2 separate regions of the Mus musculus genome follow, and region 2 is linked to region 1. A link is a contact called in public HiChIP or PLAC-seq data. All regions are on one chromosome and are shown on one strand. Each heading gives the region's core, a stretch centred on a gene start, on an enhancer-like site or on the middle of the called end of the contact. The rest is flanking DNA. Distances are from core to core; before and after follow the strand shown. Region 1 overlaps Gm39072 (a long non-coding RNA gene). Region 2 overlaps Spon1 (spondin 1, (f-spondin) extracellular matrix protein).

Evidence for each region. HiChIP or PLAC-seq counts read pairs in DNA pulled down with a chosen protein or histone mark.
Region 2: a contact with region 1 is called in an H3K4me3 HiChIP or PLAC-seq map of forebrain, with 4 times the contacts expected there. The contact joins two enhancer-like sites. A contact is called at or near these places in 1 of 39 promoter capture datasets (cranial neural crest), 1 of 484 Hi-C or Micro-C datasets (cortical neurons) and 7 of 115 datasets of contacts at active chromatin or transcription factors (bone marrow-derived macrophages, craniofacial prominence, embryonic basal ganglia and 4 more).

The regions. Positions count from the first base shown.
Region 1 is chr7:113,671,615-113,675,032 of GRCm38.p6, forward strand. All of the region lies in intron 1 of Gm39072 (a long non-coding RNA gene), which reads right to left. Among named protein-coding and RNA genes, the nearest start is that of Gm39072, 11 kb to the right of the region's middle. Within about 2 kb of position 1,662, at least 19 of the 459 cell types and tissues checked have an H3K27ac peak or open chromatin away from gene starts, as enhancers often do. A contact at or near this core is called in forebrain, where this site is marked.
Region 2 is chr7:114,019,387-114,022,804 of GRCm38.p6, forward strand. All of the region lies in intron 7 of Spon1 (spondin 1, (f-spondin) extracellular matrix protein), which reads left to right. Among named protein-coding and RNA genes, the nearest start is that of Gm51454, 15 kb to the right of the region's middle. Within about 2 kb of position 1,530, at least 81 of the 459 cell types and tissues checked have an H3K27ac peak or open chromatin away from gene starts, as enhancers often do. A contact at or near this core is called in forebrain, where this site is marked.

The DNA.
Region 1 (3,418 bases), core at 412-2,911:
TGTCTATAACTCCTATTCCAGAGGATCTAATACCTTCTTCTGGCCTCTGAGGGCACTGAATGTACCTGATACACAGACATACATACATACATGAATACAAAACAACCATATAAACATAAAAATTAAGAGGTCTAAATAAATGAATACATAATTAGCTGAGCTCTGAAGACTGCCGCAGCCTGAGAAGCAGAACTCTAATGGTATGGGTCCAGACTTCATCTCTTTCACCCTCAGACTGTGTGGGCACACTGTTGTCATTCAGAATGGAATTACCATTCTGGGTGTATACAATGTCACTGAGGTTCAGTTGCTGAGAGAGAAGAATTCTGTTCAGGTTATTGTCAATAAGAGAGAGCAAAGCTTGTGGTTGTTTGAACATTTGTCTTTCTCCGTTTTAAAAGAGATTATTGGAAGGAAGGCCTCCTTGGGAAACAGCATATTTTATTTAACCTAACACTGTTTAATAAACAGGAACACATTCAAGCCAAGATACAACCTAGAGTGTGACTTTTTTTATTTTTAAAGAATTTTGTTTTTTAGGGCACTCTTAGACTCATGAAAGACTGAATTAGATATGTAGAAGAATTAAATTTAAAAAGTTCTCAGTACAAATTATTAGCCTTTGTCTCAGGACTAACGACCTGGCCTGTACTCGACCATACTCTAATAATTTAATCTATTATTTTATGTTCTACTTGCAGAGAAAGCCCAGCACTGTCCATCCTCAGACTTGTGATTATTGTTGTGTGAGCTAGGGTCTCCCTGTGGAGTATGAGCTGGCTTCCAACCCTCAGCCCTGGTGTCTCTGATTCTCGAGTAAGGAGCGCCAGGTGAACACTGCTGTTTCCAGCTCTCTGGGCAGTATCTGCTTCTCACTGTCCACTCCCTTTTGCCTGAGGCTCACAGGCCTCATAATTCTTGGTTCAGATTGGTTCTAGAGCTCCGAGGGTTCTCCCACTATACCACATTGCTAATTTCATAACAACTGAGACCCAGGTTCTCAAGTACCTTCTGGATATTTAAAACTTACAGGAAAAAAATAAATCAAAGCTAAATACATTAAAAAAAAAAAACCAAACAGATTTCCATACATCCCATCAAGGACTACTTTTTCATATCCTCTAAAAAAATAACTGAATATCTGTTTAATTAAAAGATATGAAATACCTAGGGAAATGAACGGATTGTTCTTCCTGTGTACTGGTGGCATGGCTCCATCCTATTAAACAACTGACCAACAAATAACAAATAACATCAAACTTCTTTTCTCTTATATCCAGGGATATAGCTGGAGATGGCAGAACCCAGCACTGCAGATGACACAGTTTACACGTGAGCTGGGATTTCTAATCACCTCCTCTTCGGCTGCCTTGAAAAATTAAACATGTCATGCATCTATATACAACCAGATGTCCCCAACTCCTCATTGCATTGAGTAATCCTGGATTCTTTATAATTTGAGTTTATCTGGAAAATTACTGAACTGCATGGCAAGAAATTAGACTAAAAATTAAGTCCATCCATCACCTTTTATGAGCCGTGAAAAACGACACCGGGAATAAATCTTCTCAAACAAGACAGTTTCTGTTCCGAGTGGCCCTCACTTGCGGGACATTGATATTCCAAACCATAGCCTGTCGTGTGCTCAGCTTGGCGTGAGAAGAACAAATCAATCCCTTCCTCCCGGTTACCATGTTGATTAAAGCTGCTTTTGTCCGTGCCGGGGACACAGAGGTATTGTTGCTTTTCCCTTAAAAGGCTAAGTACGTGGGAAACCAAAACAGAGGAAGGGAGTCTGCGTGGAAGATGAGTTTGCTAAAGGCCAGCCTCCATCTTCCCAAGATTCCAAGCAGGCTTTTTACAGCAGAGATAAAGAAGGCTCGGAGAACCTTGGGACTGCTCACACACTGACACATGTGAAAATGGACCAGGTCTGAGCCCTGTCCCAAATCTTTGTGGCTTCCCTCACGATACCCCGCACTAACAGATCAATGGAAGCAGGGAAAGAATGGCCAAGAAGCATCCCTTGCGATCAGAACTGAGAACGGAGAGTTCCTCTTGTCCCCGTACCCCTAAAGACTCCTTCCCTCGGCTCACAGCCTGCCACCGTTCCCTCTAGGTGCAATAGTTTGAGTCGTGAGTGGGAAGCTGCCAGCAGTGACTCATGCCAGGCACCCCCTCGAAGCCCTCCTGACGTTTCGGAATTCTCCTACCTCAGCTGCCTCTTAAAGAATTCATTACTGCCTGCATCTGCGTGGTATGGATGCCCTCTGAGATATCTAGCGGGGAGTCCCTCTCTTTAACCTAAATATCAAAGTCACAATCAATGCCCTCGCAGCTGAAGCCCACTCTCTGACTCTTGCAGAATCAGCCTGCAGCTTCCTCAGCAGGCCACCGATAAGCAGGCATTGTACCCCCTACTTCTTACTGCTCTTAGTAAATATCCTGGGCACTGGTTGATGCTTACGGGAGCTCACCAGGGAGCAGGTCTTCCCACAGTGGCCTGAGTTCTAGGCTGTTTAAGCAGCCTCCATCGGTGCCGTGTCACACCTTTTATGACCAAGAAAGATGTTAAGCCTTTCAGCAGTCACGATGTCATCTTTGTGAAAAACCAACACTATAGCCACCTCACAGAGAGACCGGCATGCTTGGACACCCACAGTGGTGCCGAGGATCCTGAACCTGGGAAGCCACATAGAGAGCAGAATCCTAGGCTACCAACTGTCTCTACCTAGAGCCAGCGATGGGAGCCACTGACGGCCCTCCCTGAATAGCCTAATGTCCTCAGCCATTGTGTTTACTGGGCCCACCTTTTCCATCAGCTTCTCTGCTGTGCCCATCAGCATTTAAGCATTGTTGGAGAAAGGCCACACATCCAGCTTTAGCAGGGGCATGATCTGGCCTGCTGCTGCTGCTGCTGCTGCTGCTGCTGCTGCTGCTGCTGCTGCTGCTGCTGCTGAGTCATCTCCCAAAGGTTCCTTCACTTCCATCAGAACCTGGCCTGCAGCAATTTCACTGTGGCCAGGAAATTACCAGTCACTCCTACTCTCCCAAGCTCCATTCTTACAGGAGGTCTCTGAGCTAGCAACCTCCAGCTCTGGAAGGTTTAGGGCCAGGCTTCCTTCCCATTTGTGACACTAGTGTGTTGAATTAGTGTCTGAGTTGAGAAAGCACAGGAAAGCCTTTAAACTTGAGCCTCCCCCCCCCCATCTCCTTTCAATCTTTTTTTTTTTTTCACTTATTCATTTCTAGATCACTGTCTCCCTCCCGATCACTCCCTCCCACAATCCTTTCTCCATTCCCCACTACCCTTCTCCTCTGAGGGGGTAGGTCTACCCCCTTGGTATCCTCCTACCCTGGAACTTCAAGTCTCTTCCAAGCTAGGTACTTCCTCTCCCACTGAGGCCAGACAAGGCAG
Region 2 (3,418 bases), core at 280-2,779, 350 kb after region 1:
AAAGAGTAGCTCCCTGGAACCCAGGGAAGACTGAGGGACACAGCCAGCTAGGCCCTACCCAGCATGAAGTCAGTCAATAGAGTCACAGACACTAAGCCACTGTGCCCTTCTGCTGTGGGATGGGAGAACCCTGCATGCAGCAGGGGAAACCTTAACCCTGCTGTAGAAGACAAAGTCTGACTTGGTTGTGACGCAGAAGGGAAGAAAATCGAGTTGGATTTGTGTGTGTGTGTGTGTGTGTGTGTGTGTGTGTGTGTGTGTGTGTGTGTTTTGGTGGCTTGGAGGTGTTTTAGGTTTTGGTGACGGGGTTGTTTCTCTCTCTCTCTCTCTCTCTCTCTCTCTCTCTCTGTGTGTGTGTGTGTGTGTGTGTGTGTGTGTGTGTGTGTTACTTCCAACGGGTGAAAGACATGTTGAAATTTGAAAGAAGTATTATATGGGGAATACCTTCCCACACTTTACCTGCCCCTCAGACTTTCTGAGACCCAGTGGAAACAAAGATAAAAAAAAAGGAAGGAAGGAAGGAAGAAAGAAAGAGAGAGAGAGAGAGAGAGAGAGAGAGAGAGAGAGAGAGAGAGAGAGAGAAAGAAAGAAAGAAAGAAAGAAAGAAAGAAAGAAAGAAAGAAAAAACAAAAAATTAATTGATGGCAAACACTCAGTTCACAAACAGCCCAAACCTTTCCACCCCACACTATGGGCTCATTTAGGGAAAGGAATTTTCCTTTGATTTTCCCAAACCCTCTATTCCCCTTTCCTTTCCAAATCTCATTAGGAAGTCAAATTAGGAAGCCTGCACGAAGCCAGGTTTTGTTTTGCACTAACAACCCCGCCCCCCCACCACCCCCATTCTCCCCCCCCCCCCCATCCCCATCCCTGCAAGTCTGATGGAGGTTAATGGGATTCCAGCCTCTTCACCCAGTGGAAAAGCCAGGGTGACCTACTTTGCAAAGCACTGCCTGTTGAAACTGACTTTTTTTCTCAGCAGTCTTCATCCGCATTCCCAGCACCCCTTCTCAAAGGGCAGGAGCGGATGAACGAATCAACGGTGACATGTTTGATTCAATAAATCAAGCCAGAGCCCTGACAGCCCAATGTTCGGGTAGAGACAGGGAAAGACGAATTCCGAGCAAAGCCGCATCCTTCACTGGTTCTTTGCAAACACAAGTGAGAAACAGTTCCTGCAATCATTGTGAATTTGCACTACTCCAGGGTGGTCTGAATGCTAAGAATTACCGGAACTTTCAAAGATATTCATCTCCTGGAAAGGACTGGCATTCCCCCTAAATTATTCCCACCCATTCCTCTTGGTTATCTCTTGCTTAGACAATGGCCGGTGTTTGTGAGATCAGCGGTGCAAAGACTGGGTCTACTTCTCCAGAAATGAAACCAGAAACAGCCCTCGGATTCCGAGGTCCCTCTTGCCTCCTCCTAGCAAGAGTCACCTGGGTCCATCGACGCCCGTGGGGTAGTAAAGGAACTCGGACTTGAGCAGGTGGTAGATCTGCATGTCCAGATGGACTTGGAATCCCAAATACCTTCTGGTTAGAAACTAATGTTGCAAAAACTTGACAAACCCTGATCCGCCAGCACCGTGCTTCAGTCTAATGAATGGCTTGGGCGCCCCCTAGTGGCTTAATAGAGTTCCTGCACTTGAGAAAACAAATTGAGACCAAAGTAAAACCTTTTAAAAACTATTACTAGGTAGGTCTCACTGGTGAGGATTTGTAACTTAGAAGGCAAGGACCAGAGTGTAGATTGATCATAAAATCATCTCTCGCCTCTTTTCCTCTGTGGTATTTTGGGAAGTTTTGCTGAAAATGAGGCACTGTACTGTCAGGAACCAATGAGAAGCCATTTCTTCACAGTTAAATACACTGGTCCCATATTGCAGGTTTAGTAACTACAAGGAAAGGTGGGGTTAAAAGCACTCGCTTCTCTGCCCTCATCCCATGCACCTCACCCTCTCAGAGGTCAGGAAAGACATTTCTTCATGTACATATTTATTTTTAATTTATGTGTGTGTAAACTGTTCATAACTTTACTAGGACTGGGTCTTTTTCTCAGAGATGTGGCTTATCACTGTGTAGATGCTGACACTTTTCAATTATGCTGGATGGGGACACTTTTATGACACTCTTATTTTTCTTGGCACCAGAGGTCTTCTGATTCACATCTTAGGTGCCCTCCAGAAAGCTAGAGGCTTGGTCTCCAGCTGTGGCATTCTTAAGAGGTGATGGAAACTTTAAGACTTGGTAAAAAGGCTCACTGGTGGTGGTGCACACCTTTAATCCCAGCACTCTGAGGCAGAGGCAGCTGGAGCTCTGAGTTTGAGGCCAGCCTGGTCAACAGAGTGAGTTCTAGGACAGCCTGGGCTACACAGCGAAACTCTGGGGCAGGGGAGGATGGAAAGAAGTTAGGCCTGTGGAGGTGTGTGCCTGGAACATCTGCTAGGACCCACCTATCCACCCACCCCTCACCCCACCCCAACCCACCCCACCCCTCACCACCTTCTTGTAGCCCCACCATGGTGCACTACGCTGCCCAGTCACAAGGAAATGTGGTCAGGTGACCATGGATTAAAATCTCTGACACCATTAGCCAAAACAAGTTTTTCTTCTTCAAAGACATTTTTCTCCAATGTTTTGTCAGTGGCAGTGGCAGAAAGCCAGAACGAGAGGGTCCATGGAGACTTTTACATTTTGAAATATTTGTGTATAGATATAATGACATGCCTCGGTGACAGGACCCAAATTTCAGCATGCGACAGGTTGCATGCACACCTTTTACAGGAGAATACGTTTGCACAATATTTGAATGCATCTGCCATTTGCCTGTGACCCATCGTGTGGGGTCAAGCGTGGAACTCCCTATTTGGGTTTCATGTTACCGCTCAGGAAGCTTCAGATTTGGGGGGTTTTAAGATTTGTAATACCAAGCAGTTCTGGTCATTACCCACAAGTGTTAACTGATGTTAATTCAATCTGTTTCTTTTGTGGTTGCTTTTCCTGTTTCAAATCTGAGAAAGGAAACATTTCTTTTCTCTTCTTTTCTTTTTATCCCCACCTTGAAAAGTAACATTTCTTAGTAGACACTTTTCTTAAATGTTTGACATTTCTCTACAGTCTGGATATTGGGTTCTAGAGCTGTATGGTGTTCCTTGCAAATCTGATGTTTTGTTTTGTTTTGTTTTTTTTAGTTGATTCAGTCTGACAGCACTTGGTGTCCAGCCTTTCCTCTCTCTCCACTCTGGCCCACTAATTTCTGTTCTACTTCGAAATATCATATTATTTTTAATTAAATTTGTCATATACTGTGGCATGCAATAAGTCTCCCTGCTTAAAAAAGAAAAAATTCACATGTAAATCTTAGATAAAAGAAAAATAGGCCACCAAATTGGCAGAATGTCATATCGTCGTGGAAG